Linked DNA regions of Acanthopagrus latus: region 2 is linked to region 1. The links are chromatin contacts, called in public Hi-C maps. All regions are on one chromosome and are shown on one strand. The core of a region is the stretch at or near the end of the contact, and the rest is flanking DNA. Distances in the headings are between cores, read along the strand shown. Region 1 holds the start of ankra2 (ankyrin repeat family A protein 2). Region 2 holds the start of enc1 (ectoderm-neural cortex protein 1).

The links. Hi-C and Micro-C count contacts between places; a contact is called where the count stands out from the background.
Region 2: a contact with region 1 is called in a Hi-C map of muscle, with 2.8 times the contacts expected there. The contact joins the promoter of enc1 here to the promoter of ankra2 in region 1. A contact is called at or near these places in 2 of 4 Hi-C or Micro-C datasets (liver and muscle).

What each region holds. Positions count from the first base shown.
Region 1 is chr12:21,535,935-21,542,141 of fAcaLat1.1, forward strand. It overlaps ankra2 (ankyrin repeat family A protein 2), which reads right to left and starts at 2,772. Exons shown (of 9, transcript XM_037117545.1): 1 at 2,642-2,772; 2 at 2,017-2,365; 3 at 1,740-1,898; 4 at 1,582-1,647; 5 at 584-681; 6 at 359-484; 7 at 140-206. The coding sequence starts at 2,308.
Region 2 is chr12:21,703,452-21,709,852 of fAcaLat1.1, forward strand. It overlaps enc1 (ectoderm-neural cortex protein 1), which reads right to left and starts at 2,656. Exons shown (of 3, transcript XM_037118074.1): 1 at 2,319-2,656. hexb (beta-hexosaminidase subunit beta) reads left to right here and starts at 5,956. Exons shown (of 14, transcript XM_037116707.1): 1 at 5,956-6,334. The coding sequence starts at 6,048.

The DNA.
Region 1 (6,207 bases), core at 1,522-4,021:
ATTATGTTATAAAACAAACCTGATGGCTTCCTGACCTTTCCTGACACATCTGTCACAGTTTTTTTTCCATCATGTGATTGTATGTAACCGCATGTGTGTGCAAACAGAAAAAATACCTCAGTAAAAGATTCGTCCTCACCTAACAAGATTTCCACGCAGCGTACATGATTCCCGTGAACAGCATACAGCAGAGGGGCTCCTCCATTCTGAAAACCACAGGAGGATCATCACAACAGGCCGCCATGAAGACTGACGCCTCCACATGACGTCATGAGCATCAACAACAATAAACCACCTCACAGAATCTCCCCCATCACATTTTTGTTGTTGTATCTTTACAGACGTTGAGTATTCTTACCCAATCATACTCATTCACATCAACACCGCAGTCGATGAGCATCTTCACAATATCAGTGTATCCCTTACTGCAGGCCAAGGACAATGCACTTTCCCTCCCTTTGGCCAGGAGGTTTGGATCAGCACCCTACAGTGAAGAATGATACAGAAAGACAACCACAGAGTAAATAAAAAGGGCATGCTGCTCTCATATCTGAATTATACGCTGAAGTTCAACTTTTCTTACATTTTGGAGCAGAAACTCGACGACAGCGATTTGTCCATGTGCAGCTGCCCACATCAGGGGGGTGAAACCTTCCTCATCTTGGAGATTGATCACAGTTTCTATAAAAATGATATATAACAAGACAAAACATTGGAATCGTTACATATGTTTTCATCACCATCCATCATCTATATCTACTTAAACCTTGCAGGATTGTAGTTGACAGTGGGCAAGACTCATGAACTTCTGTAATATCAACATTGCAATAAAGATCCTTTTGCTCTTATTGTTTATTACTCTGTGTCTTCACAATATGTTATCTGGGTGTTTGAAAACACTATTAGACAGTTATTATTATATCATAACATTAACTTACTCTTGTTATACTATACATAAAGTATATATTTTTCTCTAAGCACTTATTAGTAAGAGTAGTAGGGCTGAAACAATTAGCTGATTAGAACTATAATGATGATCAAATAATTTGATTAATTTTTCTAAAGATTAAAAAAAAAACGGTCCATATTTGCTTCTTAATTTTGAAAATGTACCATTTCTTTCTCTTACATGTCAACAAACTCTTCGTCTTTGGTTTTTGGGTCGTTGTTCTGACAGCTGTCACTATTTTCTGACATTTTTTGACGAAATATTAAATTGATCAAGAAAATAAAAAAAAAAAACACGACAGAAAAATGAGAATTCAGTCATTATCTAGTCACTCCCATGAGCTAGCTTACCGAAACTTTCATTAGACTGGACTAGCTTCATCTAGCACTTTCATTTTGTTGTTGTTTTTTAATTGTGAAACAACAAGTCACCATCTACTTCATTTATTTAGAGAATGCTACAACACTGTTTGGCTGTGATTCTTTTGAAATACTTGATAGACTACCTAACTTCATCCAACTGTCCACAGACATAGGGGCGAGTAGATAATAAAATTGTACTTTTTTGGTTAATATTTGTTGGAAACACTCTCTCAGCATATATATAACATGACATGGTTACGTATGGCCTACCTTGTTCAATCCTGCTGGCCAGAAACACCATTTCACCCTGGGCCGCCAGCTGATGAATGGACAAGGCTGAAAGGAAAGAACATGCATATATTGATGAAAATGTTGATTCCTGTCAGAAACACTGTAATAAATGAAGTCGGAACAACTGTGGTACTTACAATGCACCAAAAGAGGCGTGGAGGAGACTTCATTGCCACGGTGCTTATTAGTGAGTGTGGTGGACTGTTTGATGGGGGAGAAATGTTTGGTTGTGGAAGGCGTGTAAACATGGCGCACTTGTATTCCAGGAGAAGGTGAAGTCTGGATATTGCACTCAGCTGAAATAGAGAGAGAGACATTTTATTGGTTACAACATGATCACAACATATCCATATTGAAATGTCAACGCCATTTAGAGTAACTGTAATTTTGGAGCCGTATAAACATAGCTCTGACCTTTAAACAAAACAGAAGCCACCTCTAGATCAGAGTTGACCTGGTCCTGGATGTTCTTGCTGTCCTCCTCGTTCAGCGACTTGACAAATCTCGAGCACACGTTCATGTCAAAGCGGTTGGGCAGGATGAATTTGATGCCCATGGCCACATTTTGGGTGCCTGGGTCATCTCCCGTCGACTGCTCAGTCTTGATGGCACTCAAATCCGGCATAACGCAGATCCCCTCCATGTCCTCAGACCCCAGGGGACACTCAGATGTCCCATCCGAGGTTGACATTACAACGCTGTCCATCCTCCGCTCACACACACTGAACCGTCACACTGAGTTTGAACTGAGGCTACTGCGCGCCTGAAATGCGGAGATAATTTATATTAAAAACAAAAGTCGGTGTTTTGTTTCAATTCACATTACTTAAAGCGTTTACGTTAGCTTTCTTGATCTGACGATGCTAATCTACATATTAGTTAAATGCCTGTCTGTTAGCTACCAGTTAGCATGCTAGCTATTGTTATCGTAACCTCGCTAGTCACACTCTCTAACCGTGACAAACATATATGAACATGGACACACATTAAGCTTAGACGTCAAAAAGGGCTAATAAATAAAAACGAAGACATTTCTTACTCGAAAATGCATTGTTTTTCTTGAATATCCTCGTGCAGCGACCGCTATTGTAGCGGTGTTTTGACAGGTGTACGCATGCGCAAGTGCTCGCGTCCTCAACGTGGTCCGTCCGCTATTAGCCTCCCTCTTTTTAGTTCCGGAACCACCAGGTGGCCAAAATGAACATAATTTCTAAACTCTGACTGAATATCTCATTCAAGCAGTTGCCAAATGTATGATCTCACTATCACCGTAGGATTATACAATATATACGTAACCTAACACACTATAAATATCATCAAGATTAGCAGAAATAATTCAGTTGAAGCAGACATGAAGTTGTGACAACTGAAGCCATGATGTGGTCATCAAAATAGCATAGTGATATAGAAAATCAATGGTGATTATTATAGACAAATAATTCATTAAATGTAGTAATTCACATTTCTGTAACACATCAGTGAAATGCTAGAACTAAAATAGAATATTTAATCAGGGTGCTCACATCATGTGTTCTTGATATCTTCACTAATATGAGGAGGCAAATATTCATCATTCCAGGCTATTTTCCTATTAAAAGAGATGTCAGTGAGTCAGGCAACATACACAAGCAGGGAATTCAATCCCTCCAAAAGTCTGTTCCAGTAAAAAACAATAATTCCTGCACAAATTAATTTCCAATGAAACCTGAAGATTGTTTACAAAATGACAAATGGAATAAAGTTCTGTAAGTGCTCAAGAGGAACTGAAATGGGAGCCTGAAGACAGATCTGAGGCCTGTAAGACAAGGTGGCATTTGCAAATGAACGGCAATTGATTAAAAACAACAACAACAACAACAACAACAACAACAACAACAACAACAACAACAACAACAAAACACATTTCAAGACACTTCATGTTACTTCAACATCACCAATGGTAAAGGACTTTACATAACACAGTATCACTGTGGCTGAAAGTGTTTGTTTTTTTTTACTTGAATTGGACACACACACACATAATGAAATTTGAACTTGAATTTGAAAATTATGAAAAAGTTATACTGAAAATGTAAATACAGCATTAAGGAAACTGAGCACTTGCGAAGTGAGTGAATAGAGGTGCTGAGAGTGGTCAGTAAGAGGAAAGATTCATGTGTTTATGAGTGTTGAACATTAAAGGATGTGAAAATGTGAAATATGAAAAAACCTTAAAAACAGATGTGCAAAACTGACAGAAGCTGACATCCAAACCAGTCCAGTGGATCACCAGCAGAGGGTCGACTCTGATCATATCAGACACACACACAATTTTCTTTCAGACATTCATCCCACATTAAAAACACGATATTCCATATGCCAGTGTCACAGGATAGTTGATAACAATAGTAATGCTGATTTCTCCCAGGAGGGCAGAAATGCTGAATAGCTTGGCCCCCCTGGGACCTGCCCATGACCCGGGGTCTGTTGCCAGGGCTTTGCAAAGTATTTTTGTGTCAGATCCAATTAGGCTTATTGGTCTAAGTGAGGAGCACTCTGTGGATTGTTTCCCTGGTTTCAAGATAAATACCTTTTGACAGGATTCATCACACATTTTATATTTAAGAGTGGAAATAGTCATTTATCATGAAACAGTCAGATGAACCTGATTAGATGTGGTTTCATCTGTGTGGGTAACTTTCAAACGTTCACGTTCTGCTTCCTGATGTCTGTGCAGAAAGGTTTCATTCACACCAGAAAAAAAATACTTTGACCCAATGGCCTATTTTCTAAACTAACTTTTCGAGACAAATTCTCTGGTCAGCAGGTTCTCCACCACAGGAGGTCTGTTAGAAGCCATATTTCAGCAGGTTTTGCTGTTTCAAGGAAGATGACTAGCTGATCAGGTATATAAGATTTCAACTGTCTGAGTGTCACCTCAGTCAAACATTACCTTTCTCTGTGACTGAAACACAGCAGTGGGTGAGAGACAGATGATGATGGATGGACTTAGAACTCGTAAGTACAATTACTTATTACTTAAAGTCAGCGTATCAGTAACTGACATCATTATAGGCTCTGATCCAGTATCATCTGGCTTGTCCTGGCTCCTTTAATAACTTTAAATCCAACTCATGGCTGTGTAAAAGTAATTACTGACCACTGATGAGCAGATGCTCTGAATAATAATCAAATAGCGACGCCATACCCTCAGGAAGGGGGCTTACATGAGAAAAGTTCAACAAAGCAGAAAGAGTTTGAGCTTGTTTGATATTCTATTAGATCGCTTTACCACATTAATGACGGGGAATTACAAATTCGCTCCAGCAGTGGTTATTTTCTTTGCTCGAGGTTCCAACGTATTAATCTGATTTAGAGGTTACGGCAACTATTTTCTCAGAATTGCTCAAATCCCTCAATTGAATGGTATAAACATGGCATTAGCCTTCTTTCTGTTTAATTGCTGTGAATTGAGGTGAAGTGAGTGGTCCGCAGTGCCTCACATGTCGGCCTACTTGTTCTGATTTGACCCCCTGGGGCCTGAAAGGTGCAAGGTGGTGATTTTCAAATGGACTGGAGTATCTACAACCCTTCTTCTTCCCAAATAAAGGGTTTCATTGACTTTTCATGTCCTTTTTTTACTGACTTTTTACTGTAAAAGACACTCACAAGGGGGGGAAACACCAGAAATTGGGCATTTTTGTTGGAATTAAACCTTCATTCAATGCCAGAACAAAGAGAACAAAGAAAGAATTTAAAACGTTGCTTTGAATGAGGAGGCTTGTGTTGCAAAATTCAAATCCCTCAATCTCAACTTAAGGCCTGAATTTTTTACGACTGGTGTGATCGAGAGGTCAGGAGGAGCTTTTTGCGGCTCAGTTTGTTAATGTAAAAAAATTACCACACAGCGAGTCGTAAGCTGTTATTCTTGGACTGTGTGTGGAATGTCTTTTCAGCAAAAAAAAGGAGGCGGGATTGAAACAGTCTAATGGCGGCTGTGCTGGGTTTATACCACCAGACAGTGGAGGTGAAAGGTCGTGACCCGCCCAAGATCAAGATCACGTGCACCTGTGGGTGATGATTTCCATGCTGGATCTGGATCCCACACACTAAAAACAAGATCAGCATGCATCAAACTATTCCTCGGATTTGTGGGTGTCACTCTGTGGTGCACTGTGCAGTTTATTTAGAGAAACAAGTGTGAGGTGCCAGATGATGTGCTGTTTGTTGACTGTCGTGCGGGAAACCTCCACATGATGGCAGCATCGTCACTTCATTCACTTTTGTACTGTCCCAGACTTTTGCCAGGAGATGTCGCCAAAGTTTGACAGGAGTGTGGCAAATATAAAAAGGGTTTGTTCCCTCTCCAAATGGTCTATAAGCCTTTAATCTCCCCAATTACGGAAGACAAAACTGTCCACAAGAAAGTCTAAATTAACTCAGACTGCTGATTGTGTTTAATTTAAGACTGCATTGTGGCAGACTGTCAGCTGTGGCCTCATTTCAGATGCTTTAATCTGCTGCTCATTATCAGTCAGTGGAATAAGTGTGGGAGCAGGAAGGGTGGGAAAGTCTTCCTCTGGCTTCCCGTCATACGTCTGGGTGTCTTCTGTGTGTGTGTTTATG
Region 2 (6,401 bases), core at 1,406-3,905, 170 kb after region 1:
CATTAAATTACACACCGCCTCGTACAGTCGCCGGAGGTGTTTTTTTTGCTTGTTTTAATCTGAGTTTTTGCATTTTTTATCAAACAAACTTTCTCGCTGGGTGAGTGAGCTCGCACGTTACAGTTGGGAGCAGAACAAAGAGAGGAGCAGTAAAACAGATATTTAAATCATTTGCATATTAAAGGATAAAGCCTGGACTACCAACTAAAGCCTGCACGTCCTGAAAACCCTTTACTTGTGATTTAAATGGAAATGTGTGCTTTGCTTCAACTCTCCAGTGGGAAGTTTGTATTATTATTCAATGCAAAACCTACAGAATCAAACAGAAACTTGGGTTTAAAAACATATTCTCTTTCATGGAAGTTGTGCTCCTTTGTGTTCCCCTTGATCACAAACATCAACACCTCTTCAGACTGGATATTAACCCAACACGTGTAAATGCAGATTATTGCGGGGGGGTCAGATTACTGCAACCCCCATATATCCACTCAAATCTGATTATTGCTTTAACCTAGTTGCTGACAGTAAACAAGCTGCTGTGAAACTCTTTGACTGCCTGTCAGGCACAGATTGACGTCAGGCGTCTCAAAACTTTATTTATCCATTAATCAAATTGGCTCATTTATTCATTATTTCCAATCATAAGACAAATACCAAACATTCTCTGATTCCAGCCTCTCAAACGTGAATCTTAGCTGCTGATATTGTTTGTAAGTGATTGTAAACTGGAAATCTTTGAATTTTGAGACTGTTAGTCAGCAAAACATGTGATTTGAAGACTCCACTTTAAACTTCTGGGAACTTTGATGGACATATGTCACTATTTTCTATCTCTTTATGGATCACATGATTACTCAGTTATTAGTTTATTACGTGAGCTCACTGAAACTATCGAATGAAAACATACGAGCAGAAATGTAAAAGTCTTGTGTTTCAGCACGAACCAACAGCGATCGATACGTCGACTGAGAAAAATAACCAATTGTTTTTGATAAGGGCAGAGAATAATGATTATTCTCATCGTCAAATATTTGTTGATAATTTTACTGATTAACTGATGAGACGTTTGATCTATAAAATGTCAGAAAATGGTCAAAATCCCAAGATTATGTAGAGGAAACAGAAAATATTCGCACTAAAGTAGCTGCAATCAGCAAATTCTGACTTTTATTTAAGCAAAAATAGTGAGAAAAAGCAACACGTTCTCTGCTTCGGCTTCTCAAATGTGAGAATTGGCTGCTTGCTGCTGGTTTATCAGACATGAGAAGTCAAATTTTTCACCAGTTTTAACATTTAACACCTGAAGGATCATAAAAAGTCATCAGTGGGTTCATTAATAAAAGCAGCTATTAATATCAATCACTGCTCTTGGTGTTATAATTGGCTGGTGGTCACTGACAGTAACTTGACGCCCAGACAGAATATTCCAGCAGCGTGACACTGAGATCCGCCTGGATGTCTGCGAGAGTTGTCATCCTCACCCCCCCCTTCACAAAGAGCAGATCCACAGGCACATAACCGGAAAGCACATACATGCCACACTCCACAAAAAAGAAGCGCACAGTGAGAAAAGAAAAGAGAGAGAAGGCATGCGAGCCTCTGCTCTCGCTCTGTATCCGAGCTGAGGCCCGGCTTTGGCTGCAGTCTGTTTTAAAATCATTGCCAGGTGTTCACAGTCAACCATGGACTCAGGAAGAGAGGGATGGGGAAGGGAGAGACTTCAAAAGTAAACACCACAGGCTCATATGGGCCGGCTCAGTACATCTGCCACTTGGAGGAAGAAAGGAGAGAAAAAAATGAAACAAAATGCAAAAAAAAACAAAACATGGAAGCTGTTGTTGATCTGCATCAATCTGCAACAGACTCAGATGTGTGTCTTCAAACCCAGCTGTGCCTACACATCTGGGCTTTTTATTCATTCATAACAACAACAAAAAACAAAAAAAATCACACCTTGTGCATGCATGGGTATGCACAGGAGCAAGACGCAAAGAGGAGAGCGCACAAAGGACCGAGAGGGAGCTGAGGAGGGGATGGCATGAAAATAACAAGAAAAAGAAGCAGGAGCGTCAACGTGCAGGAACAACAGTGATAACACAACACAGACACGAGCAGTGGAGGTCAACAAGAGTCTTTTGTGCATCAGCCTCTCTCTCTCTCTCTCTCTCTCTCTCTCTCTGCCACAGCCCCCGAGTTTTCCATCATCAGGTGATCAGACACAAAAACAACGGGGTGCAGCAGCTGTTGGAATTAAAACTACAGAAAAAAAAAATCTGTTTTATGAGCTATGATAAAAGGAAGGGTGAGGTTTTTTTTACCTCTTTGGGTGAAAGCAGGAGTTCAATCGTGTCCGCGGGATCCCTCGAACATGCCACTTCTGACAGAGCCACGATGCAGAAGCCTGCGCGCCCGGGGAGCGAAACAACTCCGTGGTTATTTCCCGAGAAGCTCACAGCGAGACGAGGCCGTTTTCTCCCTCAGATTACTGCGCTACAGCTGACTCTGGATCAGATCCCCCGAAGCAGAAGCTTTTATATATATATGAAACAGAATAAAGGGGGATTCGGTGTGTTAAAGAGGCTCGGAGGCGTTTCTCCTCCTGTGCTGCTCCGCTCCTGAGTGTCGCTCCTCCGCCTGCGCTCTCAGTCCTCTCTGGCTGGATCAATGGGTGTGTTTACAAAGAGAGGAGGGGGGAGGGAGAGGAGAGGGACAAGAGATGGAGAGAGGGGGGAGGACGCCTCCTCCTAGTGCAGGAAATGAAGTGAGACAGAGACTGTGTGCTAAGATGAGGAGGACTCATCGTCTCCAGGCACAAGTTTCCCCCACAAACGTGCAAACAGTTGATTTAAGTTAATGGATAGATATTTTTTGCACTGTTCCTTTAAGCCTCAACAAACTCCTCTTTGTTTTTTCAATCCTGAAGAAACAAACTGAATATACTGTTTTAACTTTGTTTATATGTGGCGGACCCTGCCACCTCTCTAGCCTCGACCGTATTTTCCTCTGAGAACAGCTCATTTGTTCAGTTACGGAAGAAGTAAATAAGCCTGAGTTTGCATCGTTACCTCACTGATATTGTAAATATTCCAATTGTGAGTTTGAATGTCTTTGTCAAAGTGCCCCTTTAAAGTTGTACTCACGATCACGAACCTTAAACCTCAACCAGACATCTGAAAAGTGAGCAGTCAAATAAATGTAGCAGAGAGAAAAATGGATATGAAGGGAAATAATCGAGTATCAGTCACCAGTTTTCAGATTAAGATTTACTTATGAACCATTTATAAAACATTAAAAATCGGCCTCATCCACAACATGTAGGTAACATTTGTGTCACTGAATCAATGATCGATTCCCAATCATGCTAAACTATCCATCTGTCTATTGAGTAAAAACCTGAATACAAAGCTTTTATCTGAAATGAAGTTATTTTCTTTCTGCAAATTACCACATCAGGTAGACTAGGCTTAAAAGTTTAAAAGTAGTGTTAAAGTGTCGTATCTGAATGCTTCTTTTGTAGTGTACATGTTCATTGTTGTAAAAGAAACTACAATATTAACACATCCTTAACAATCAAATTGTAAACAGTGACATGTAGAGTTGTTTCGCAGCAGTTTGCAACACATTTTAGTTGGTATAAATACCCAAATGAAAAATAATGCTAACACATGAGTAATTGTATTGTGTTGGGTTAGTTTTGACCCAGCACTTCTTACAGTGTGACTCCAGGATCAGGCTGCATTTGTTGTTTTAAAGCCAGTTTAATAAACATTGTTTTTAAAGCACAGCAGTGGATGAAATGTTCCTGCCGCTGATGCTTAGAGCCCGAGCCTGTTCCCCGGTGTGCACTGTGATCGCGGCCTGAGAGAAAGAAGTTAATGTTGTTTTTGTTTTGCTTTTGTGGCGTCACAACTCTGAAAACTGCACTAACATATAGAAAAACACCATGATGGTTTGGCTGAGTCACAGCAGACTCGCCAGTCGTTCCCACAGACAGTGTAAATCCTATAGGATCATAAAGGCCCTGTGGGTTTTGGGGTCGGGGTAGCTGGGAACAGGAAGTCCAACTTTATCCCTGGACATCTTGTGTGAGTCACATCTGCGGTTCCTGTTGATGGTGCTCTTGGCTGTGACTAAACTCCTCACTGGACCCTCGAGGTCGTGTTATTCTGTCTGTTTTCGGTGATTAGAGCCATTGCATAATCACATCCTGCTTGTTTTCCCATCAGCCGGCTTTTATAGAGACAGAATATCACAATTACAGTCGCTTCATGTTAAGGATGATGCAGCATATTGTTCCTGAGAAAGAGAGAGAGAAACAGAGTGTGATTAGTTGGAAATAAAAAGCTCTTGGTGGCAGCGGCTGCTTCATACGTGTGACCGGAGAGACATCTAGTGGACAAAACGCTGACGATGCTGAGAAAACAGACTGATGGTTGTGACCACAAACAGGAAGTTATTTATCTAATTATCTAACCTTAATGTCTGGTTGACTTTGGCTTTACTTCCCCAGTGCTATATGTGTTAAAAGAACAATAATACCTGCAAAATAAAGCATTTATTTTCTTTAAATATCTATATTTTTACTTTTTACCACAAACAAGCTTAATGAAGGCAACACTTTAAGAAAATGACAATAAAAAAACATTGTAATTCACCAAGTAAGACAATATTTGATGTTATATGGGCAATGAATGAACTAATGTGTTCCTAGTGATGTGATATTCAAGCTGACACCAATCAGATTTCGATAAGATTCTTGCTTTGAGATGTTTTTTTTACAGAAGGTGCATGAAACCTGTGACCAGAATCACTGAATTAATTCAGTTCTCAGCACAGCAGAGAAAAATAGCCATAGGCATGTTTTGTATCCTCCCTTGTTGGGAAAAAAGTTTGAAAGAGTGAGTAAATGTTTAATTTGACTTGTATTTTCATGTCATGCACAAGAGTTCCCAACACTGGTCGGGTCTACAAGACACCAAAAATACAGTTGCAGTGGTCAAACAGCTCATTTCATTTCATTTCATTACAAAATTAAACATTATTTGCAGCTTAAACAAAACATTCTGCCTTCTCTTCCAGGCTTAACAAAAAATGTATGTATGTTATTCACATTAGAACAATAACCAGCTCTATAGGGGTGTTTGTAGCATCAGATACCTCGGGTCCAGTCATCCATGTCGATGTTACTTTCCCACATACCACCTACCTGAGCATTGCTGCTGACCAGGTACACCCTTTCATGGAAACAGTACTCTCTGACTGGCTGTGGCCTCTTTTAGCAGGATAATGCGACGTGCCACAAAGCGAAAAACGGTTCAGGAATGGTTTGAGGAGCACAACAACGAGTTTGAAGTGTTGACTTGGCCTCCAAATTCCCCATATCTCAGTCCTGCTGAGCACCTGTAGGAGAATGAGCCGGGAGTCCTGATCCATGGAGCTCCCACCTCACAACGTACAAGACTCAAAAGGATCTGCTGGTGACGTCTTGGAGCCAGATACCACAGCACACCTTCAGGGGCCAAGCGGAGTCCATGCTTCGACGGGTCAGGGTAGTTTTGGCAGCAAAATGGGGACCAACACAACATTAGGCAGGTGGTCATCATGTTATGCCTGATCGGTGTTAATATCATAAACAAATCTTTGTAATGGATTTTACTGATTTTATATTCCCTGAATGTTTATTATGAAAATCCAGCATTTCTTTTCAAAAGCTCACATGTCATGTGACTCAATGACTCCAAACCAATGTGAAACGTTATCACTACACTGTGACATAGGACACGCCTCTTTTTAATGGATGTAACTTTTCCTTTTATTGGATTTGAATTTCTTTTATTTTGATCAACACCAACGTGTGTCGTTACACTGGTTGAACGAGACACACCTGTTCTGTTTTTTTGTTTTAGATTCACGTTTAAATCGCTGCGTCCCCTTTAAAAATCGTTGCACAAACTTACTTCCGCGTTACAAGCCCCGCCCACCTCGATCCACTCATAATGTTGCTGCCTGATCTGCGGGTCTTGTGACTCCACTTCTCCTCGGTCAACATGACCACTACAGTGAAGTTGGCGGTGCTGCTGCTGAGCCTGAGCTTCTGCCGGGGGCTGAAGCACAACTACATCGATGACTACGAGGTGGTGGAGGTGGAGGAGGAGGACCAGGACCGGGATCTGGTGTTCCAGCCCTCCAAACACGGCTCCCTGTGGCCTCTGCCGCAGAAAGTGCAGATCTCAGATGTTTCCTTCAAGCTGATGGGCTCCAGCTTCAAGATCGTTGACGCCAGGCAGTCATCCGCCGGCCCGAGCTGCAGCCTCCTCCAGGACGCCTACAGGAGGTGAGACGCTTTCATTTGATTTGCTGTCGCTTTCTGTCTTTGTGCGCCGTGGTGCGTTCAGGGACCA